Linked DNA regions of Mus musculus: regions 1, 2 and 3 are each linked to region 4. Evidence: chromatin contacts called from public promoter capture Hi-C data. All regions are on one chromosome and are shown on one strand. The core of a region is the stretch at or near the end of the contact, and the rest is flanking DNA. Distances in the headings are between cores, read along the strand shown. Region 1 holds the start of Wbp1 (WW domain binding protein 1). Region 2 holds the start of Pole4 (polymerase (DNA-directed), epsilon 4 (p12 subunit)). Region 3 holds the start of Cnbp (cellular nucleic acid binding protein). Region 4 holds the start of 4933423K11Rik (a long non-coding RNA gene).

The links. Promoter capture Hi-C pulls out the DNA fragments that hold promoters and counts their contacts.
Region 1: a promoter capture Hi-C map of pre-B cells shows a contact between it and region 4, with 3 times the contacts expected there. The contact joins the promoter of Wbp1 here to the promoter of 4933423K11Rik in region 4. A contact is called at or near these places in 2 of 39 promoter capture datasets (frontonasal cranial neural crest and pre-B cells) and 1 of 9 other capture datasets (liver).
Region 2: a contact with region 4 is called in a promoter capture Hi-C map of pre-B cells, with 5 times the contacts expected there. The contact joins the promoter of Pole4 here to the promoter of 4933423K11Rik in region 4. A contact is called at or near these places in 1 of 39 promoter capture datasets (pre-B cells) and 1 of 484 Hi-C or Micro-C datasets (CD4 T cells).
Region 3: a contact with region 4 is called in a promoter capture Hi-C map of liver, with 2.7 times the contacts expected there. The contact joins the promoter of Cnbp here to the promoter of 4933423K11Rik in region 4.

What each region holds. Positions count from the first base shown.
Region 1 is chr6:83,119,188-83,124,385 of GRCm38.p6, reverse strand. It overlaps Wbp1 (WW domain binding protein 1), which reads left to right and starts at 2,925. Exons shown (of 5, transcript NM_016757.2): 1 at 2,925-3,183; 2 at 3,510-3,614; 3 at 4,099-4,201; 4 at 4,342-4,518; 5 at 4,666-5,198. The coding sequence starts at 3,115. The coding sequence ends at 5,126. Ino80b (INO80 complex subunit B) reads left to right here. Exons shown (of 5, transcript NM_023547.2): 3 at 1-79; 4 at 223-392; 5 at 2,022-2,621. The coding sequence ends at 2,558.
Region 2 is chr6:82,650,173-82,656,112 of GRCm38.p6, reverse strand. It overlaps Pole4 (polymerase (DNA-directed), epsilon 4 (p12 subunit)), which reads left to right and starts at 3,248. Exons shown (of 4, transcript NM_025882.3): 1 at 3,248-3,489; 2 at 3,946-4,030; 3 at 4,635-4,676. The coding sequence starts at 3,274.
Region 3 is chr6:87,846,460-87,852,423 of GRCm38.p6, reverse strand. It overlaps Cnbp (cellular nucleic acid binding protein), which reads left to right and starts at 1,318. Exons shown (of 5, transcript NM_001347325.1): 1 at 1,318-1,520. It overlaps Gm44064 (WAS/WASL-interacting protein family member 2), which reads right to left and starts at 2,922. Exons shown (of 2, transcript XM_030255689.1): 1 at 2,917-2,922; 2 at 111-2,064. The coding sequence starts at 2,922. The coding sequence ends at 1,186.
Region 4 is chr6:85,371,434-85,377,260 of GRCm38.p6, reverse strand. It overlaps 4933423K11Rik (a long non-coding RNA gene), which reads right to left and starts at 2,407. Exons shown (of 4, transcript XR_869208.2): 1 at 2,039-2,407. Rab11fip5 (RAB11 family interacting protein 5 (class I)) reads left to right here and starts at 2,627. Exons shown (of 6, transcript NM_001003955.2): 1 at 2,627-3,163. The coding sequence starts at 2,733.

The DNA of each region.
Region 1 (5,198 bases), core at 1,676-4,175, 2.3 Mb after region 4:
CCGTCTCCCCTGATGGTGGTGGATAATGAAGAGGAACCTATGGAAGGCGTACCTCTGGAGCAGTACCGCGCCTGGCTGGGTGAGAAGACCGTAGAGGTGGCAAAGCTGGGTTGCTCATTTCTAACCAGCAAAAGGAAGAGGGTGGGGTCTGAGAATTTTCAGTGTACTAGGACCAACTTCGATAAATTAATGTTTGCACTTTCCTTCAACTTTCCCACCCAGATGAAGACAGTAATCTGTCCCCCTCCCCACTTCGGGACCTGCCAGGGGATCTGGAGGGCCAGGAGGAAGAGGAGGAACAGAGATGGTTAGACGCCCTGGAGAAGGGAGAGCTGGATGACAACGGAGACCTCAAGAAGGAGATCAATGAGCGGCTGCTTACAGCGAGACAGGTAAGTTAGTTCCATCTGTATTCACTCGACAAACATATGGAGAGCTTGTTGTTTCTTAGGCAGTGAGAGGAACAGGAAAGGAAGGTGGGTGGATATTCAAGTGCATGCTGACAGAAGGTAAATGACTTTCCTTTTTGAATTGGGATCTTAGTATTTAAGCCCTGACTGGGATATGCTTGCCTTTGCCCCTAAGTGCTGGAGTTAAAGGTGTGTACTGCCACACACACACACACACACACACACACACAGAGCTCCTAAGTAACTTTTTAAAACTCCAGAAAATAGGGCTGGTGAGATGGCCCAATGGTTAAGAACACTGACTGTTCTTCCAGAGGTCCTGAGTTCAACACCCAGCAACCACATGGTGGCTCACAACCATCTGTAATGGGATCTGATGCTCTCTTCTGGTGTGTCTGAAGAGGGCTACAGTGTGATCATATAAATAAACCTTAAAAAAAAAAAAAAATCCTACAGAAAATAGGAATGCTGAAGTAGAAATTGCCAAGACAGAAACATTAGGGTAGTTGTGGGGACTAGCTCATTGTTTTCTTTTGTTTTTTAAAGATAAATCGTATTTACTTTATGTGGATGAGTGTGTGCCCGTTGCCCATGGAGGCCATTGGTCATCAGAACTCCTGGAACTAGATTTACAGACAGTTGAGAGCTGCCATGTAGGTGCAGGGAACTGAATGAGAGTCCTCCCCAAGGGCCGGTGCTCCTCGCCGCTGAGTAGTCTTTCCAGTCTAGAATGCCTTTGAAGAGATGACATTTCCAGTACCAGGGGAGCTTCTCAGACAGAGAGGCCAGCTGACATAGAGCCCAGGGGCACAGAGACCCAGAAGGAGAGTGTGGCCAGGTCACCCAGGGGGATATATACTGACAAGTGACATAGCTGGCTTAATTACTTTGGCAATTATGTGCTGTGAAGCTTAGTAGGGGTAAGGAATTTCCTTAGGAAGCTGCTGAAGTGTAGGCTGTCGTGGCGCAGACCTGTGCCCCAGAGCTTGAGAGACAGGAGGATGGTTACAAATTCCGAGGCATCTAAAAATACATATAGATAGCCTGACACAATCAATCAATAAACTGGGAGAGGGGTATGGGGTGTGGAAACTGGGAGAGCTGGTGATGGCCCGAGTCCAGAAGAAAGTAGTAAAAGGAATAGAGAAACCTGCACTGAAGCCTGGATGTATGACGGAAGTAGCTACTTAGTGGGAGAAAAAAGGAATCCAGGGTAATTCTTTTTGGTTTGAGCCAAATCCAAGTTGATGTTTTTTCCTGAGATACTATTTAAAATAACAGCAACAACAAAAACCTACACAAGGGGCAGGCAGGGTACCATACTTTTGTTTCCTCCTTTGGACCTGAGTGAGAGGCAGGAACCCTGGGAAGAGAAGTGTGGTATTAAGGGTCCCTAAAGATGGGGACAGTGGCACAAGCATTTGATCCCAGCACCTAGGGAACAGAGGCAAGAGTGTGAGCTCCAGGCTGGCCTGGTCTACATAGTGACTTACAGGGCAGCCAAAGTTATATAGTGAGACCGCCTCGAAACAAAAACAAACGAAAATAGGGGTGGGTGACCCCAAAAACCTCGCCATTTGGTTCTCAGACATCCTCTGTCTCTTTCCCCAGCGAGCCCTCCTCCAGAAGGCGCGGAGCCAGCCGTCCCCGACTCTGCCTCTGCCAGTGGGTGGGGGCTGCCCTGCCCCTGCCCTCACCGAAGAGATGCTGCTGAAGCGTGAGGAGCGTGCACGGAAGCGGCGGCTGCAGGCGGCGAGGAGGGCCGAGGAGCACAAAAATCAGACAATTGAGCGCCTCACCAAGACGGCCGCTCCTAGCGGGCGTGGAGGGCGCGGGGCGGCGCGGGGCGAGCGGCGCGGAGGACGGGCTGCTGCCCCGGCCCCTGCACCCATGGTGCGCTACTGCAGCGGGGCACAGGGCTCCACCTTGTCTTTTCCTCCCGGCGTTCCCACACCCACGGCGGTGGCACAGCGGCCTGCCCCATCGGGCCCCGCTCCACGATGCTCTGTCCCCGGCTGCCCCCACCCGCGTCGTTATGCCTGCTCCCGCACCGGCCAGGCCCTTTGCAGCCTACAGTGCTACCGCATCAACCTGCAGCTACGGCTGGGAGGGCCCGAGGGCCCGGGGTCCCCACTCCTGGCCACCTAAGACCTCTCCCACGCCACATTCCTGCTGTCTCCCCCACCCTATTAAATTTCGTACAGTGCCTCAGCTTGTATCGAATTGCTGGAGTGGGAAGCCGGCGGAGTCTGAACCTGAGTGTGTAAAGTCATTCAGCCAATCGGCGAAAATTTTTGTGCTGAACGGCCGTTCATTGGCCGATAAGTCAAAGCTTGTTCTGTTGTCCGTACTGGCTATTGTTGCTGTCAGTCAGGCATTTGGTCGAGCCTTTCCCCTGTCTTTGTCTGTGTGAGTTCTTGTTGTCTGGGAGAGCGGCACAGGCGCCGCTGCGGATTGGGCAAAAGGAGAAACCTGTGACCGGTTCCTATTGGCTGATCTGTTAGTTAGCGATTCTGATTGGCTGGACTGAGCAACTGTGTCCTCTGGAGGTGCTCTCCCCGGCCGGGAGCTCCGGCCGCGGAGTGATGGTGGCACCGGTGGCGATGGGCCGGGCAGGGACCATGGAAGTGGCGGCAGAGGTGGCAGGGGCGGGGCAGCTGGCGGTGGAGGAGGCTGTGGTCTTCAGGGGTCTGTAGGTGGAGGCATGGCTCGGGCCAGCAGCAGGAACAGCAGCGAAGAGGCCTGGGGGTCACTTCAGGCGCCGCAACAGCAGGTATCCCAGCAGCTCTAAAAGCTTATCTCACTACAGCCATTTATTTCTCTTTCCCCTTTCCTGTCACTTCCTGTCCGGGGTGGGGGAGGAGCTCATGGAGCCAAAGGTACTCTGAAGTTCCTGAACATGACCATTCTACTCTTTGTCTAGACTTATTACGTAGATGCAGTTGACTTTACCTGCACCCTCTTAGACCCCATCTCATGGTTGCAATGCAAGCCTGCAGTGGCTCTCCAGTTACCAGAGGCGTAGTGAAACCCCCAGGGAGGTTCCCTCTGTCTTGCAGCAGTTATTTGTGATGTTTTTCTCTGTGCCTATTGTCACAGCAGAGTCCGGCAGCATCTTCTCTTGAGGGAGCAATTTGGAGACGAGCTGGAACCCAGACTCGCGCCCTGGATACCATCCTTTATCATCCACAGCAATCCCATCTGGTTGGGAGCACTGCTCTGGGTCTCACACTGTGCCTCCTCTACCCCAGGGAGCTTGAGACCCAGGGGTGGAAAAAAAAAACCATCTTGGGGGTGTGGGAGGCAGACCTTTGGGGTGGGAGATGTTGAAAGCTTTTTAGCTTTGGAAATGGCCTTAAATTCCTACCCATTGTCACACTATGTTTTGTTTCTTTTAAAACATTAGCCTACAAAAAACCACCCTTGGGGCCAGGCTTCTGTGAGAAAAGTATTGGGTTTAAAGAACTGATATCACTTTCTCTGTATTTACACTTTACTTTCTCACTAGTTTCTGGCATTTTAAATCTTCCATACTGATAGCCCTACATATAGACCCTCCTTTTAGCATCCCATGCCATCCTTCCAAGCTAGGTCGGCTCGTGGGTGGGACTGTATGTGCGTGCAGGAGGTGGGGGTGGACAGGGCCTTGGGTAGAAGCCCCTGGTTCTTAGTGCCTCCTTGCCTCCAGCTTCGAGAGCTGTGCCCAGGAGTGAATACCCAGCCCTACCTCTGTGAGACTGGTCATTGCTGTGGGGAGACTGGCTGCTGCACCTACTACTATGAACTCTGGTGTGAGTCTTCAAAGGGATCCATCTCAGGTTCCATGCCCATCCTCCCTTGGATTTCTGAACTCAGCTACCAAAGACCCTTCTCTGCTTAGGGCTGGAGTCTGGGGTGGTGGTCTGAGTTGTGCCCTCTTTGCCTCCTGCAGGGTTCTGGCTGCTTTGGACTGTCCTCATCCTCTTTAGCTGCTGTTGTGCCTTCCGCCACCGAAGGGCTAAACTCAGGCTGCAACAGCAACAGCGGCAGCGTGAAATCAACTTGTTGGCTTACCATGGGGCATGCCACGGGGCTGGCCCTGTTCCAACCGGTTCACTGCTTGACCTTCGTGAGTGACCTGAAGCTCTTGGATGCAGAACCAGTAGCCCCTTCCAAGCCAGGACCCTCAACCACCCCACACTTCCACTGGCAGACATTTCAGAGCACTCTTGTAGCTCAGGTCCTTCAGTCATCCATGCTGTTCTCTCTCCTGCAGGCCTCCTCAGCGCCTTCAAACCCCCAGCCTACGAGGATGTGGTTCACCACCCAGGCACACCGCCACCTCCTTACACTGTGGGCCCAGGCTACCCTTGGACTACTTCCAGTGAATGCACCCGCTGCTCTTCCGAATCCAGCTGCTCTGCCCACTTGGAGGGGACAAATGTAGAAGGTGTTTCCTCCCAGCAGAGTGCTCTCCCTCACCAGGAGGGTGAGCCCAGGGCAGGATTGAGCCCAGTTCACATACCCCCTTCCTGCCGCTATCGTCGCCTAACTGGTGACTCGGGTATTGAGCTCTGCCCTTGTCCTGACTCCAGTGAAGGTGAGCCACTCAAGGAAGCGAGGGCTAGTGCCTCCCAGCCAGATCTGGAAGACCATTCCCCTTGTGCACTGCCCCCAGATTCTGTGTCCCAAGTTCCTCCCATGGGGCTGGCTTCTAGTTGTGGGGACATCCCATAAGTAGTTTCAAGAGGGAAACTGGGTATTACTTGGCCACCAGGATTCAGCCCTGGTTTCAACTGCAGTCCTCCA
Region 2 (5,940 bases), core at 1,999-4,498, 2.7 Mb after region 4:
GATTCCCAATGAATTAATGAAGATATTTAAAAATGCTTCTAATTATAAGTAGTAAAAGACTAATACATGATTCTTAAATGTATGCTTATTTGGAAAACAATTCCAAATATTATGTTTGTTGTTGTTTTGTTTGAGGTTGGGTCTTGCTATATAGCACTGGCTGCTCTAGAATTCAGTGTGTAGATCAGGCTAGCCTCAGGGTTGTGGCCATCTTTCAGCACCATCATACTCAGCTCCACGCATCACTTTAGTTTATGACTGCCAAGTTACTGTGACAGAGCTCATTGACAGAGGGCTTGAACCTCACACTCCCCTCTGTTCTCTTCTTATAGACTAGCCACAGTTCCTTTTCTTCACATTACTTCTTGAGAATAAAAAAATCCAATATTGCAGACCACTGAACTGAAAAGTAATCTGCTGGGAATGAGTTAGGATAGCCTTCTGTCCTTCGTGACTGCCATTCAGAGAGGCTCATAAACCATCCCAAGGGCAGCTGGATCCTACAGAGGAGAGCTCAGGACAAGCTGAGTGCTGCCTTCTGAGCAGGGCCGCTGTGAACAAAGGGAGAACGTGACCAAAGGCCTCAGTATACCTTCTAACTGATTTTCAGGGATTTAAAGTTATGAAATGTATTTGCTTTCTATTAAACAAAGTCCATAAGCAAATGTCAAGTTGATTGCTTAAAGCTGAATGCAAAGGCTGGAGCCTGTAACTCCATCACTTGGGAAGCCGAGGCAGGAGGACTGTCACCAGTTCTAGGCTAGCCTGGGCTACAGTCTCATAATACCAGGAAAAAAAAATGATTGTCTAAAACAGTGCAGAAAGGACTAGAGACCCTTAGCAGACATTTTCAGATAATGACTTTTGCCCTCAGATTCTAACATGCCTTCTGAGGCGATTTTAGTTTCAGATGAGCTATTGTTAATGATCCATTGACTCTGTAAATACTTACTGAATACCCAAGTGTTGGGTACTTTATCATAGTCTCAAGACAACGAACAAAACCAGACAGAACACCTCCTTTCAGGAATTTTCAATCTGGGGAAAGTAGGACTAGAGAAGTAAAATGCACAGGGAGAGGCTCCGTGCTACTGTGGGACCAGCACTCTAAAGGACAGGTGTTCAGTAGTATGACTGATTTAACTTCATCTGTGGAGCTTTAGGTGGGAAGAGAAGTTTCCATAATGAAGAGAACCTGGGATCTGAAGTAGATAAAAGCTTTGGGGGAAGAACAAAAGAACTAGAGACCCAGTCTATATGGTCCAGGTGCAGAGAGGACCTGGAGGTGTTACAAAATTGAGAGGGTGGAAGGAGCCCAGTACAGTGATCCTTACAGGTTACATTGGATTTAAATCATTTCAAAGTTGGGGTGAAAAGATTGGAAATCTATGTAATCAATTTCTACGAACAATCAACCAATAAGAATAAAGTTTCTTGGTTTTTTTTTTTCTTTTTTTCTTAAGTACACAGTAGAGAGCACTCAAGACAAAGGTCCTAAGGAAAACTCTGGTACAATGTAACTCATCGCTCCTCCCCTGGAGCTTTTAATTCTGGCCAAAACTCATTTTGTTCCAGTGGGGCCTCTGTGTATAGACCCAGTTAAAGTTTATTGCTTAAATTTGGAAGTAAATGATTTCAGGTTATTATGCAATGAGCCCTTGGCTTCCCCTTATTCCACAGGTACACTGTGGAACAGTCTGTGGCTCACTCATAGCTGTAAATAAAATTACTTACCTGCATCAATAGTACAGGCATTATGACTAAACATTAATATTTATATAAAGCAATTAACTAGGTACACAGTGTTCTTATTATGCCTTATATTAAAAATTTAGTGTGTGTTGGATGCATTTGTTGGTATAAAGGCCCAAGGTCCACAAGCTCACTGATTTGGTTCGGCTAGCTTAGCTGGCCAAAGAACTTAAGCAATCCTGTTCTCTTAGTGCAGAAGTTACAGGAGTTCTATCACACTAGCCTTTTACTGTGTTCTGGTGATTCGAACTCAGGTCCTTGATGAGCAGCATACACTTTACTGAGTTGTCTCTCTTGCCTATTGCGAATATTTGCCACACTTCCATGCCAGATCTCTGGTTCGGTATGAGAACTCATAGGTAAGAAGAGGCAGGGAGAGGCTTCTTGGAGATCCTTTGCAGAGGCCGGCGAGGTCAAAGCGATTTTCTGTTTTAAAGATAGGGCCTTACTATGTCGTCCTCGCTGGCTTGGGAACTCCCTCTGTACACCAGGCTGGTTTCAAAGAGCATGATGTGCTTTTGCTACTTGAGTGCTTATATTAAAGGCGTGCACCACCACACCTGGTAAAAGTTATCTTAATCTTAGTCATTCTCATTCTCTCAAGAAGGTGCAGTGGAATTTTCCATAACTATGCAAAAAAACAGATAGTAAAATGTTGAGAAGCAGCTAGACGATCAAATTGTTTTCTAAAGGAGACATTAATTTTTTTCTCATCAATTTTTGTTTTTGTTTTGTTTTGTTGGTTTTGGTTTTTTCGAGACAGGGTTTCTCTGTGTAGCCCTGGCTGTCCTCGAACTCACTTTGTGGACCAGGCTGGCCTCGAACTCAGAAATCCGCCTGCCTCTGCCTCCCAAGTGCTGGGATTAAAGGCGTGTGCCATCACCGCCCCGCCAATTTTTGTTTTTGAAAAGTTACTTGTCATGATAATGTTTTGCCAACACTACATACTAGTATTTTAAAACATAAACCCTATGCAATTAATGTTCCTAGAGAACACAGTTTTTAGTTTTGTTGTTTTGAGTAAGGAGATCAGTGTTCTGAGCTAACCCTTGTTTGACCAACCACAGACAAAACTTGCTCTCCGTGTCTGCACGCCTTTTTTGCAGTGGTTTCCTCCCACTAAACCGCACTTCCAATTCTGCCCGTCAAACGTCCCATTCCACCTAAAACATGATCCCCGGCGCTGGCCCGGGTCTGTCGCTGCGCGGGGCAGCGTTGTGGGGACACCCACGGGTTCCCCTCCTGTTGGCCTAGAGGTTAAACTCAGCACCTACTGAGGCTCTAGAGAAGCATCCGGACTTCCGGCTCAGCTAGGCCACGCCCGGCCGCTTCCAGGCTGTGGCCGCCCGGAAGAGTACATCAGACCCCGGAGTCAGAGGGGGCGGTTCTGGCGCGCCACGCCTAGTGAGGGTGGGGCCACGCCCACACGGAGAGGCGTGGTCTCTACCCGGCGCGGGAAAGGGGCCGAAATCGCGTGCGCGCGCTCAGTCAGCGACCGCGCGCCACACGTTTCGGGAGGGGATGGCGGCAGCGGCGGCTGCTGGGAGCGGGACGCCCAGAGAGGAAGAGGCTCCCGGAGGGGAGGCAGCGGCTTCGCAGGCCCAAGCCCCGACGAGTGCACCCGGGGGAGTTCGCCTCTCGAGGCTGCCTCTGGCGAGAGTAAAGGCCTTGGTGAAGGCAGACCCTGACGTAACGCTGGCGGGACAGGAAGCCATCTTTATCCTGGCGCGTGCCGCGGTGCGACGGGGAAGCAAGGGCGCCTGGGTCGGGGAAAGGGGCGTGGCATCTAGGGGGCGTGGCGCTAGGGGGCGTGGCGGGCCCTGGTACGCCGACCTGACTTGACTGAGACCTAGGAAGGCCTCTGTGGGCCCCGTTTGAGTTGGTTAGCCACTCTCCTCTTCACGAGGACCCACGCAAATTTAGTTTGCATGGCTCCCACGGCTCACACAGAACTTGAAGGGGATCCTAATGAATGAGTAGGGTGGATTTGGAGATATTAGAGCAGGGGGATTGGAGCTATGGAGAGGGATAGCAGAAGTATTTTCATAAGTTCAGTACAATGGTAGCTTCTAGAACTTTCCTGTGTGGTAGAGTTCCCCCTTTACCCTTCTTGTCCACGTCTACACAGGATTGCTCATCTCAGTGGGCTAGAGTCCACTAATCTCTGCTTGCTTTTTTTTTTTTTTGTTGCAGGAACTGTTCGTGGAGACTATCGCAAAAGATGCCTACTGCTGTGCTCAACAAGGAAAGAGGAAAACTCTCCAGAGGAGAGATTTGGGTAGAGTCGCTGTGGTACCCCAGGGTGGACAGGGGAGCTATGGGCTGGGCTTTCTTATAGCTGTTTCACAAGGCATCATTGAAGCAAGGGGAAATTTGGCTTTTGGTTTATTTGTCTACCTGGTAACCCTTCCACATGTGTAAGCCTTTAGAGACTGTACCTCTCATTCCCTTCTATGCTGCCAAACTCTTTTTCTAGTATCTTTTTTTTTTGTTTTTGTTTTTCGAGACAGGGTTTCTCTGCAGCCCTGGCTGTCCTGGAACTCACTCTGTAGACCAGGCTGGCCTCGAACTCAGAAATTCACCTGCCTCAGTCTCCCAAGTGCTGGGATTAAAGGCGTGCACCACCACGCCCGGCCTTGTTCTAGTGTCTTTAGAGTAGAGAGAAAAGTGAATTTTGGAATAAGACAGGATTGTAGGATGCCTTGAACAGCATTTTCGCTGGCTTTTGAGGTGAGACAGTTAAAAGAATAGTGAGTGTAAAGATGGATCTTAGGACCTCTGGGTTACAGTTTGTAAGTGATGTCATTTGCATAAAATTCCATGTTGGGTCTGATGTCTGAATGGCAAGAGCCAATCAAGTATCCCTTTACCTTGTGTTTCAGATAATGCAATAGAAGCTGTGGATGAATTCGCTTTTCTAGAAGGTGAGTTCACTGCCTGCACAGACTATTTCTCTGTTGATGATGTGAGCTTCAAACCTTATAAAACCTTATAAAACAGATGTGTGGTTTTCCTTTGTATACATGGCAGCAATTCTCCCTGTTTTGATAGAAAAAAAAGGAACATTTTCCATTCTTGGGGAATTAGAAATTCTACAGGGAAATTGCAAGCTTAAAAGAAGAAGGAGGGAGTATATAAATTACCAGTAGAATTGGATTTAGATTTTGAATCCTGTTTATATCTCCAAACTAAATATTAATATTGCTCCTTTATAATGTTAAGAATTAGAAACAATTTGTAACTTTTTTTAAGATTCCTTTTTATTTACGTGTATGTGTGTTTCTATATGCCAAATGTATGTAGGTACCCCCATAAGAGCCAGAAGAGTAGTGTGAGCTGCTAAACATGGGTGCTGTGAACAGGGCTTCTGGAAGAGCAGCAAGCACTTTTTTGTTTTGTTTTTGCTCTATTTGAGACTTGGGTTTCTCTGTGTAGCCCTGGCTCTCCTGGAATTCACTCTGTAGACCAAGCTGGCCTTGAATTCGCAGAGATCCTAGAACTACTTGCCTCTACCTCCAGAGTGCTGGGATTAAAGGTGTGCTTCACAACTGCCTGCTGATGAGCATGAGGTCTTTTTTGTTGTTATTTTTTCGAGACAGGATTTCTCTGTATAGCCCTGGCTGTCCTGGAACTTACTCTGTAGACCAGGCTGGCCTCGAACTCAGAAATCCTCCTGCCTCTGCCTCCCGAGTGCTGGGATTAAAGGCGTGCGCCACTACCGCCCAGCTAGCAAGAGGTCTTAATCACTGAGTCATCTCTCCACCCTCAGTTCCTAACTTAAGACAGGGTCTTATATAGCTCAGACTAGCCTTGAACTCTCACTGTGTAGCTGAGAGTGACCTTGAATTCCTTTTCTGTCTTCACCTCCAAAATGCTAGTAATAATAATGATAAGTCAATACATACATAAATAGGCATATGCCACCTTGTCTGACGCTGAAATATTTTCTTCTTTTTTCACTCTGTTCTGCTTCTCTGTGTTAACCTTTGCCCATGGCACTCTTTAGATGTTCTCTTTGATATCTTCTAAGATCTCTCTCCAATGTCTGCTTCAAGTCTAGATTTTTGAGTATTCTCTTTGAGTTGTAGATTTTGTTTTTCCACCTATTTGTCTTAAAAATAACTTGAATTAGTTGCCCAACTTGTTTTATAGTCCAGTGTATGGTCATCCTTGGTGGTGGTCTTTATA
Region 3 (5,964 bases), core at 69-2,568, 2.5 Mb before region 4:
GAGGACATTAGATCCTCTGGACCTGGAGTTATATGTAGTTGTTAGTAGGATATAGGTGTTGGGAACTGAATTCTGGTTCTCTTCAATAGCAGCATGTGTTGTTGCTGGTGTTTTTTTTTTTTTTTTGTTTTTTGTTTTTGTTTTTTTTTGCTTATTTTGAGACTGGGTCTGACTATGGTTGAACATTTTGTTCTTCTGTTGAAATGGAATCTAGAGTCTTGTGCGAGACAAATGCTCTTCTAAACCATATCTACAGCCCAAAGGTCTTACTATGTAGCTATGGCTGACCTGGGACTTGTTATGTAGATTAGATGAACTTGGACTGACAAGAGATCCTACTGCCTCTACTTCTCAAGTGCAAGCGACTAAAGGTATGCACCACCACGCCTGGCTGCTCTCAACTTCTAAGTCATTTCTGCAGGCCCATGTGTAAGTTTAAAGAGTAAGTCGCTAGCGGAAACTAAAATCTAGACAAATTTTAGTACTTTTTAGAACTCAAGAGACTTGAGATTTCCAGATTCTTCATGTTTGTATTAAAAAAATCATTAAAACGGGACAGAGTTCTAGAATGCTTTAGTTTATATAGAAATTGTCTTCAGGGTGTGTGGTAACGCTAGGGAATCAAACCCAGGACTTACAGGAAAAATTTATCTTCTGCTTTGAGGACCTATGACTACACACACAATCTATTTTGGAGACACCATGAAATGCAAACGACGGTCACTCCTGAATGGGGCAGCCCAGGCAATAACTTTCTTGGCCTCCTCTCATCCACAAATCCTAGGGATGTCATTCATTATGGGTCACAAGAAGTGTTGTGACACAAATCACCTGTCACCATCTTCAACCTCATTAGGCATTTTCATTTGGGGCTATTGCAAGCCAGGGGCACTAGCAGCGCGCTGTCGGTTTATACCCAGGAAACACAAAACCCAAACGCATCTCATGGACCGTAACGGTAGCCACAGCCGCTTCTATGATCAGGCCACTAAGACCTTCCCCCAAACCTAAGTGTGTGTGTATTGGAACCTGGTCTGCTTCTGAGCCCCACCAGGCTTAGGGGAGGCCGGGCAGGGGGAGATTGGCTCCCGCAAGCTGCGACCACTGCCCGGATCAGCCCCGTAGGCTGGAGAGAACCAGCAAAGGTTCGAGGGACGAACTGCTAGTAGGAAAGCAGCGAACCACTCATCGTAGACACGGAACCCAGGTACGGGCGGGAAGGCCGCGAGCGCTGCGGGCCGGAAGAGGCTGGGCGTGGAGCAGTCCGCCCCGCCCCTGCCGCCCTCGCGCGAGGCCGCGCTCCCAGCGGGCGATTCTGATTGGCTGGCCTGGCTTCCTGCGCTGATTGGATCCGTGGGCGAGGCGGAGGAGAGCCGTGCGCAGCGGCGTGTGTGGGGCCGTGTGCAGACCCGCGTGTGGCGCAGGCAAGGACCCTGAAAATAAACAGCCGCTGCTTTGCGAGTCGCCTTCTTGGTTCTTCGTCCGAGTCTCCTCCGCTGTGGGCAGCTCAGACGCCGAAGGTGAGAGGCGAGGGTGTAGCCTGCGCAACGGAGGTGGCGGGGTTGGTGCGGCCGAGACGGACGGAGGGCCGGAACTGCGAGGCGCGATGGCGGCCGCACCTCGGCCTGCGCCCTGCTGCGTCAGGCGCGGGGCTCGGCCCGAGCGGCGTCTCGGCTCCAGTTTCTGGCCCGCCGTACTGTGGCGGGCGTCCTGTCCGTCCTGCGGCGCTGGCACTAGGGCTGGAGCGTGGGGCCCTCTCTTGGCCCCGAGGGCCACGCAGGCCTCATCCGTGTGGCGACGAGGCCCGGCGCCCTTGGGGCCGAGGCGAGGAGAGTCGCGCGCGGGCCTAGCGCCGAGGGCCAGTGTGGCGGGAACTCCTGGAACGGGGCGGTGTGGCGGGGGCGAGAGCCTGGTCGAGGTGGAGGTCCCCAGGCCGAGCGCCCGGTGGAGGCCTGGCGGGCCATGTGCCAGCGGCTGCGGGGCCTCAGGACCTGGCCTGTGACGAAGCCCGCGCACGCCGCTGTAAGGCTTGGGAGTCTGGATTCGGTTCTCTGTACTGGCGACCTTTATTCAAACTCCTGATTTCTTGTAGTTCGTATTCTTAAGCAGCTTATTCGACATCGTTAGTCAAAAGAAACCACCTTTCCCTGGATCGATGAGAGTCAAGTCTTAGGTCCCTCACCCCCCCCCCCCCTTTTTTTTTTTAATGGAGCGGGAACCGGGTGGATAGGACCCGTAGGTTGTCAGGCCTTTAAGGCCATCAGGGTGGCAGAAGTCCTTGCCAATATTTCTCGGATTAAATGGATATAAATTACAAGAAAGCCTCGGAAGTAGAGTTGGCAAAGATCAATCTAGATTTTTCATTACCGTGAAAACCTGTTTTAGGACGGTTTAATCGTTCTCACTTGGGTTTAGGTGTTGATTTTATAGGTGAAGCCTTTTGCCTGTTGCCACATGTCAAGCACATGGCCTCGGCCACCAGGCACTTTCAGAGGAAGTGACTACATCTGGGGTGGGGGTGGGGGTCTTGGAAAAGGAGACATTGCACAGCAATCGGCTGGTTAGGTTTTTGCAATATTCTTGAAGACACAAAATAGACAAGAAACCACGACACTCAATCTGACTGCATTAAAGTAAAAGGGAATTAAGTTATATCCCCAATTTACCCCCAGATGTAGTTTTATGTGATAAAAATTACCATTTCCTGTTGCTTGACCCAATTCTGGAGAGACTTATGACAATGGATTAATTTTAAATTTGCAAATTTGTTAGCCATTTGCTCCTAGTATATATTGAATTTAAGATTTTGAAAGTTTTAAAAAAAGATACATAAACTGTGATCCTTATCACTTTATTCTTTAAGTCTGAAAAACTGAAAGTTACTTTGGTTAAAATTCAAGCTTATCAAATTGTAACCCGCATAGTCCTAGGTGCTTTTTTTTTTCTTTTAAAGCTTAAGTTTGCTGCTTGTCTACAAGGAACTCTTTGTATGCTGGACTATAAAAGGAATAATTTATTGGAATCCCAAGGGCTGAATTAAGGGCTTAATTTTTCCCTCAAATTACAACTCGTAACAAGTTTTTAAAACTCTTAACAGTACGATATCTGGCTATTTACCTCCTACTTCACATTAGGAAATTATTGTATTTGGATTATTTTCATATTAATACCAAGAGGTAAATTATTTCAAAGAGATGTGCAGTTTGTAAAATGTTTTAAGCCAAGTCAGCTGAAGACCAAGGGCTTATATTCTGGCAGTTGAACAACTGCAAATGTTAAGATTTTGTAATGATGTATGGCTTTTTACCTTTTAGACCTAAAAACATATAGTGAATAAGGCACTGCTGGAGTGATTGTTAGGTGAATGCATTTCCAGAGAGATTTTGCCTCCCTCTACTCCCTCCTGACAGTAAGTTGAGAACCAGAGTACTAACACCAAGCAAGGCACCCTGGCTGACTATGTGGAGAATGCTCTTTTCCACACTGCCTCACTTAATAGGGCTCTTGTTTTGGCACTGTCTAACTTCAGGTTGCTAAATACTTGGGATAATAAAGTGAACTTATGGCCTCATGCAAATAGGAAGGCTTTGCACATTATGAATACAAGCCAGGTGTGGTGATAAAGGCCTATTCCATCCCAGTACTTGGGGAGGATGGACAGGATTGCAAATACATTTGAAGCCTGCCTAGGCTACAGAATAAACTTGTTTTAAAAGGGCAGGAAAATCCAGGAGTGGTGACACACTCATTTAATACCAGAACTGAGGCCCATCTCTTAAATTTGAGGACTGCCTCCTATGTCCAAACCCAGAACACTCCTTTTCACTGCTGTTAGACAACAGATGTGTGTTCTCTTCCTCTTGCTAGTATCTTAGCAGTATAAAAAGATCCCAGAATCATGGTTAAGTTCAGGTTAGCCAGTTAACTTGGCTACCCATTTGTTATATCACCTCAAAGATACAGGGCCCTCACCACCAACTATGATGTGTGTTGAGCTAACTTTACTATTTCATCTGGCCTTCTTAACACAGTGATTTATATCCATTTTTATCCTCTAGACCCTTAAGTTCTATTTCCCAAGCAAAGGGTTATCCTTGCCTTATCACAGTTGTTATACTGAGACCACAGGGCAGTTCTTGCCCTCTGAACATACATCTATGCTCCAATAAATTGGCATGGCACCACAATACCACACTCTGTTGTTGTAACAAACTAGATATAATAAAAAGCAAGATACAGTCTGTTACCTGATTCTGGCCACCATGATGAAAAATAAGAGTACCAACCATAAGAAAACTGTTTTACCCTATAATTCACTACTCTGACCTTGGTTAATTTTATCTGTATCTGCATGTCCTGACTACCTGTGCAAAGGCTTAATAGCTGAGTATCTACTATGTCAGCCATAATTACATAGTCTACTATCTTAACCACTCTTCAAGTTATGTATCCTTATTCCCTTTTAACAAGGAAACAGGGTGGCTGGGTTTGGTGGCACATTCATTTAACCCCAGCACTAGGGAGGCAGAGGCAGGCTGAATTCAAGGCCAACCTGGTCTAGACTTCCAAGACAGAGTGCTACAAAGAGAATCCTGTCTCGGAAAAAAAAAAAAAACAATAATAAACAGAACAACAACAAATCTGAGAACAAGTGACTTACCTATTAAAGCCATACAGGTAGAACCTCGTACTGACAAGATGTCAACAGTTTGCCTCTAAATTCACTAAGGCTAGCTAAGTGATAAAGGAGAATACACACATACATGCTGCTTCTTATATGTAATTTAAACCTCAATGCAGAAAGTATCTATTCGTTTAGATAAACCAAATAAAAACTACAATAGGTGAGACACTGGAATCATTTTTAATTTATTTCTTCTACCTTCCCCAACTCTTTTTGGAATAGAGTCATATGCAGCCTATGTTGCACCTGCCACTGAGCCCGATAATACTGCCTTTTACATTTTCTTTCTTTTAAGGTTGTGTGTGTGTCTGTGTCTGTCTGTGCCTATGTCCTAGAGATGGAACCCAGGGCTTCAAGAATGCTAGGCCAACACTATACTAAACTACAGTTCCAGCCCAATATTTTGTTATTTCATATTGTCATTTTATGTAGCACTTCGAGATAGTAATTCTACAGAGGTCTGAGCTTGTGTGACAAATAACAGTAAGACAGAGGCTTGGCTGCTGGCTCATTTTAGTTACCTCTGGTGGGAATTCTCAACTACTCTTCGATTTTTAGATACTTTTTCCCTCCACTTAGAACCTCCTTGATTTGCTCTTTTTACTAGCACTTTTATTTTATATGACTCTGTCTGCATGTGTGTGCCATATGTGTTGTAGCTGGTGCTAGTGGAGGTCAGAAGAAGGGTGTACAGTGTCCTGGAACTGGAGCCATGCCAATGTTAGGAAGGGAATTCTAGTCCTTCCACAAGCAGCAAGTACTTGTAACTGTTGAGCAATCTCCAGCCTGGAGGGATTTTTGTTTGTTTGACTAGTTTGTTGTTTTGAGCCTTGATCCCTATTGAAAGCAAAAGCCTTTGCTCCTAAAAATCTGCATGCATAGGATCACACCTATGATTTGAGAAAGTTTGGGTGATGTACCCTTAGTGAGTACTTAATTGAAGACATTAACATAGTAAATTAGTGATTAGTGATAGAGTAACTTGTGATACCAAGCATTTTTAGTGCTATCCTGTTAGTATTTGGTTATATTTAATTGGGTCTGTATAATTTAAGGCCTCCCCATCTCCACAAAAGCCATCTTATATAACTGCTACTAAAAGGATCACTATGTGGTATGCTGCAGTGACTCAAAGGTGAGCCGACTCAATCTCAGCCCTCCAGGAATATGATTAAAAGCATTGTTAGTGTGATTTGATAGCTGTTAACAAGTACCCTGAGTTTTAATGTGGCTGGGAGATATGGTCAAATTTTTTGTAATAGACTTAGCATTGAGATGGC
Region 4 (5,827 bases), core at 1,158-3,657:
GCCAGTAGTAGAACTAATAAGACCGAGGATGGAGAGTGGGTGTGAGCCAGATAAAGTCTGTATCTACCTTAGCAGGAAGGCACTAGATAATGGCCAGCACCAAATTTAGATATAGCCACAGAAGCAATTTATACATCGAGGTGGAGTCAACCCCAAGGTTTGGAAACACCAATAGCTTTAGGAGGTATATCCTCAGAGGTGTGTGGCTCAGTTATCGAGCCAGAGTGAGACCCTGGGGCTTCTCTCTGGAATACAACTGGAGTTGCTGGCAGGAAACAAAAATAAGAATTGAAGATAGGCGTGGTGGTGCTGATCTGGAGTCCCAGAACTCTGAAGGGAAAGTTAGGAGGGCTCGGGAGTTCAAAGCCAATTTATGGTGATTTCAAGGCCAGCCTGTGCTACAAAGACCCTATCTCAAAATTAAGTTACTAAAGGGCCTGGAATAGTGGAGAATACCTTTAATAGCAGCACTTGGGAGGCAGAGGGAGGACGATGCTTCTTGTGAGTTTGAGGCCAGCCAGTGTTACACGGTTAGACCCCGTCTCAAATAGAAAATTTAAAGTAAGTATAATCAGATAGGAAAGCTCAGTAGGTAGAGCAGGTAGCTGCCACAGAGCCTAATGACCTCAGGTGATCCAGTGAGAACTGAGGCCCAAGGATTGTTCTCTGACACCTTCTGCCCCCCGCAGAGACAGACAGACAGAAAGACAGACAGAATAAAGTAAAAGATATACCCCAGGATCTAGGAAGGGAGGACTTTTGAATTCTCTTTCTTCTCCCCTTCCGATGTTTTTAAAGTTTTATTATTATATTTGGTGTGAGAGAGTGTGCTACGGTGTACTTGTGGAGGTCTGAGAACAACTTGCTGGAATTAGCTCTCTCCTATCACGTGAGTCCTGAGGAGGATCGAACTCAAGTTGTCAGGTTTAGTGGCAATGAAGACACCTTGTTGCCTACTGTTTTGTTTTTGTCCTGAGTATATATGCATACATTATTAAAAAATATTCTAAGCCAGGCAGTGGTGATGCATGGCTTTAATCCCAACCCTTGGGAGGCAGAGGCAGGTGGATCTCTGTGAGTTCAAGGCCAGCCTGATTTACAAAGAGAGTTCCACAACATCCAAGGTTACACAGAGAGGCTCTGTCTTGAAAATTGAAAAAAAAAATCTAATTTAAGGGTAGGCTCTGAAAGTTAACAGAAAAAAGTAAAGGCTCACCATGTAGCCCAGGCTGGCCTTGAATTTGCCTTCAGAGTCCTGGGATTATAGGCTGTGCTACAACAGCTTCTTTGTTATGCATCTTAGGTAAATTTATCTAACCTATAATTCTGCCTTCTGGGAAACCAAATTCACATATAGGGTGGCTCTGAAGAATGAGTGAGGTCATGCACAGAAAGCTCATGAGTCAGTTGTTGGCCGACTCTTGCTGAAATTCAGCATCCATAATTATTAACCATTATCTTAATAATGAAACAAGTGTGCTGGCAGTTCTCAGAACACAACACACAGTAGGCAAGTATGAATGGATTTAGAGGTGGAAGATTAGTCCTGTGGTAGAATGCTTGTCTACTACCAACAAGGCCCTGTTTGCCTTGTTTGTATATAAGGCTAATGTTTTAGCTAGCCTGGAACTCACTATGTAGACCAGGCTGGTCTCAAACTCAAAAAGATCTTTCCTCCTCTGCCTCCCAAGTGGAAGTGCTGGGATTAAAGGTGAGCACTACTACACCTGGCCACACAAAAGTTTTAAAACCAGTGGGCACGCCTTTAATCCCAGCACTCAGTGGAGGCAGGAATTTAACAATTCGAGCCGTAATCTACATAGCAGGTTCCAGGAGAGCCAGAAGAGACTCCGTTTCCAAAAAAAAAAAAAAAAAAAAAAAAGGGAGTGGGGGAAAAATCAAAGCAGAAAAAGATTGTTTTAAGTCCCACTCCAGTGATTTCCCAGCGGCGGCTCTAGGTCATCACATATATGTAGAGAGTTGAAAATGGGAGCGCATGTGCGATTTAGGGGGTCTCTAGAGTAGGCATCTTATCTACCCTCAAATCCACGCCGAGCAGAATGGATCTTCGAAGCAGCGAGGGCTTTCAGGAGTACAGGAGCTTGCAGAAAACCCTGACACTGTCCAGGTAGAGCGCGGTGGATAGTTATGCAGAGAGGTTCGGCTCTCTAGCTTGGAGTCGCTGCCTAAACGGGGCGGGGCCATGGTGGTAACCACGCCCACCTCTCTGCAGAGGCTGCAAGCGGCCTTCGTCCCTAGCCCCCTCCATTTCTTCCTTTGCAGTTCCGCACTGTGCACAAGCGAATCCGGTCGTGATTAAGGCATGGCCAGATCTCAATCCTCTCCCCCAACACACGCAGAGGCCGCGCCCTTCTGCACCGGTCACCTTTTAGAAGAGCAGCGGGAGCTTGAGGTTCCCCCAGAGGGGCTGGGCCAGTGAGAAAGCCCCGCCCACATCTTTGCAGAGGCCGCGCCCCTCTCTGGGTTTCTTTAGCTCTTAGGCAGCTATATGCTGGTGGAACTGGGGGCGGGGCCTGGCCTGGGCCTAGGCGGGGCGTGACGTCGCGGGGCGGCCGGCCGCCCGGGAGGCGGGGCGGCGGGGAGGCGGCGGCCCGCTTGGCCCAGGCCAGCCCGCAGCTGCGGCGGTCGGTGCGCTGCAGGCGGCGCGGGGGAGCCGGCTCCTGACAGCATCCCGCGGCTGCCACGTCTGTCACTCTGTCCCAGGGTCCGCCATGGCTCTGGTGCGGGACCCTGAGCCGGCGGCCGGATCCTCCCGCTGGCTGCCCACGCATGTCCAGGTGACCGTGCTGCGGGCCAGCGGGTTGAGGGGCAAGAGCTCGGGCGCCGGCAGCACCAGCGACGCGTACACGGTGATCCAGGTGGGCCGAGAGAAGTACAGCACCTCGGTAGTGGAGAAGACGCAAGGCTGCCCGGAATGGTGCGAAGAGTGTTCGTTCGAGCTACCGCCTGGAGCCCTGGACGGCCTGCTGCGGGCACAGGAGGCAGATGCGGGCCCTGCGCCCTGGGCCTCCGGCCCCAACGCCGCCTGCGAGCTCGTGCTCACCACCATGCATCGCTCACTCATCGGCGTGGACAAGTTTCTGGGCCGGGCAACCGTAGCTCTGGACGAGGTCTTCCGCGCAGGCCGCGCCCAGCACACGCAGTGAGTCTGGGGCGCTGGGAGCAGGGACAAAAACGGTTGAAGGCCTAACCGGGCGGGGCTGGTTGGGACGTCTGGACCCGGTCCTCCCACTCAAGGACACAAACCCGTATACTGTTTGTTACTTCTCATTCAGCCTTCTGCCCTCCCCAATTCCCCCTGACTGTCTCCCCAGCAGCCTGGTGGGCCTGGAAGGCCTGATGGAGTTGGTGTAGTGACCAAGCGTTGGCAGTACATGGCCAAGGAAAGTTCGGAATGGGATTCTGAGGCTGTGGGAATTCAAGAAGGGAAATTTAAAGACTTCAGGGTCTGCCTTCTTTTCCTCAAAGAGGTGACTAGCCTGTAGGTAGTGGAGAGGAAGTCTCACCTTGTAGAAGCAGGAAGGTGAGGTGTTATCTTCCAAGGCAAGATTGAAGGGAGACACCCCAGCCTTCCCAGGGGTTACACAGGACACTTGGCCTTTGAACGTTCAGGGATACACCTCACCGTATAGACGTACTCTGTGACTCTGTCTTAGGGTACCAGGACTGAGAGCATTGGCCCACCTCGGAGTAAAGAAGGGTACATTTGAATCAGCTTGGGTCAGTGGGACAGTGGTTATAATGCCCTCAGTTCTCCGGATTATTTTCTCTAGAAAGGATAGGAAAAGTTCTTATTGTTTTGTTTTGTTTCGAGACAGGGTCTTTCTACGTAGCGCTGTCTGTCCTGGAACATGCTATGTAGACCTGGCTGCCTTTGAACTCAGAGATTCTACTGTCTCTGCCTCCCCAATGCTGGGTTCAAAGGCCAGAGACACCAAAGCCTGGGAAGGGTAGGAGGTTAAACATTTATTTTGTCAGAGTGTGTCCTTTGTAGGGTTAAGATCAAAACCTAAGATTTGTCTTTGCTGTGGTGGCACACACCTTTAACGCCATCATTTGAGAGACAGAGCTGTGTGTATTTCTGTATTCCAGGCCAGCCAGGCTACACAGAGAAACCCTGCCTTGAAGACCAAACCAAATAAACAAAATAAAAGACCTAAGACTTGGATCACCTTTTCCTGTTTGGGCCAGGGACCATGTAGAAGTCAGTCCCCAGGGCTGACCACCTGCTGTGGCTTGCTTGGGCCAGTTAATTTCTAAGCCTCCTGGGTGGGGTCCCAGAGAATGGGTGCAGAGTGGTGTCCCTCCGTAGGAGAACTGCTAGGCAAGGTTTGCTGGTTTTGAGTAAGTCAAAGAAGGCTTGCTGGAGAGGGATGAGCCTTCAGCCTGGTGCAGACGAAGAGGAAAGCAGGCTTTGAATAGAAAGGATCTGACCTTGAGCAATTTTTTCTTTTTTCCAAAACATGACTAGGGAAGGGCTTTCCTGGCTGGCCCACTGTGGCTGGGGTGGGATAGACCTGGGCACATTCCAGGCAGGGCTGTGACCTGACTTCATCCTCCCTCCCCTGGCTTCTCTCCTTCCCTCATGACTTGCTGTTTAGTTGCTGGGTGTGGAGTCATGAGGTATAACTTGGTCCTTGTTTTCTTCTTTTTCCTCCCTCTTTTGTGTCCTCACCCTCCTTCCTGGTCCAGGCCGATCAGGGGGCTGGGTGTGGGGTGGAATGCTCTCTTCTGCTCCCTTAGCTCTTTCCTTTCCCCATTGCCATAGCCCCATTACCCTTCAGCTACTCTGGTACATTATACATGGGGTAAGCATTAGGGCCGGGTGGACTGAAAGGGTCAGGTGGGGGAGACCAGCTTGCAGGGAGAAGCTTCTTGGACTTCTGTTGTTATTGTTGCTCAGTGCCCTTGCTTCCCTCTTGGCCTTGGCCTTGAATCTTTCTTAGTGGAGCTGGCCCAGCCTGCAAGTCCAGGTGGGCCTGTTTTTAGCCAAGAACAGTGCTCCCGGGAGAGTCTGACGTGCTATCCCTTGATCTGAACGGGAGCCTTAATTTACTTTGAGAAGTCATCTTTTCCACCAGCTTCAACTTCACACCCACCTGGCTGCCTTTCTGCTGATTCCCTGCCTGCCTGGGATTATTTATAGAGTTGGAGAGGGCAGGAAGTGGGGCACTTAGGGTGGGCAGAGGGAAAGTCCAGACAGTTGGCCCGCTCTGGGCTCTAGTCACTGGGCCTCATGGCATGCCCACTGACAGAGAACGGAGGCGGCCATTTCTGTTCCACAGCCTTCAGACTCTAATGGCCCCTCCTAGAGGTGTTTCCTGATCACCCTGGCCTGAGCCACTGAGGCAGAGAAGATGGAGGGTGATATCCTCAGTTTTGGAATCTGGTGGGAAAGTACTGTATTCACATTTACTCTCGGAGGCAGGGGCAGCGGGAGCAGTGGAGCCCCTGTCACCCAGAGGATCTGACTTAGGAAGCTCAAGCTGCGGAGTTGCGTGGCATGGGTCCCTTTCCCTCTCGGGTGCTGCTTTATGGCAAGGCAGGTAAACTCTTGAGTGTCTCCGTTTACTAGTCTTTAAAATGGGGATAACTTATACCTTCCCAGGGTTGATGTAGGAGATGAAATGAGAATACAGAGGGAGATCTAGCGCTTTTCCCAGGCTCTGAGTGAGTGTGTAGGGGGATGCTGGGGGGGGGGAGCGGGTAGTGAAGAGCTGTGATGGTTGAAGGTCATGGTAGCAGCATCTGGTAACCCACCTCTGGAAGAGGTCCTCTCCCTCTGAAGAACCTGCTGAAGAACTTT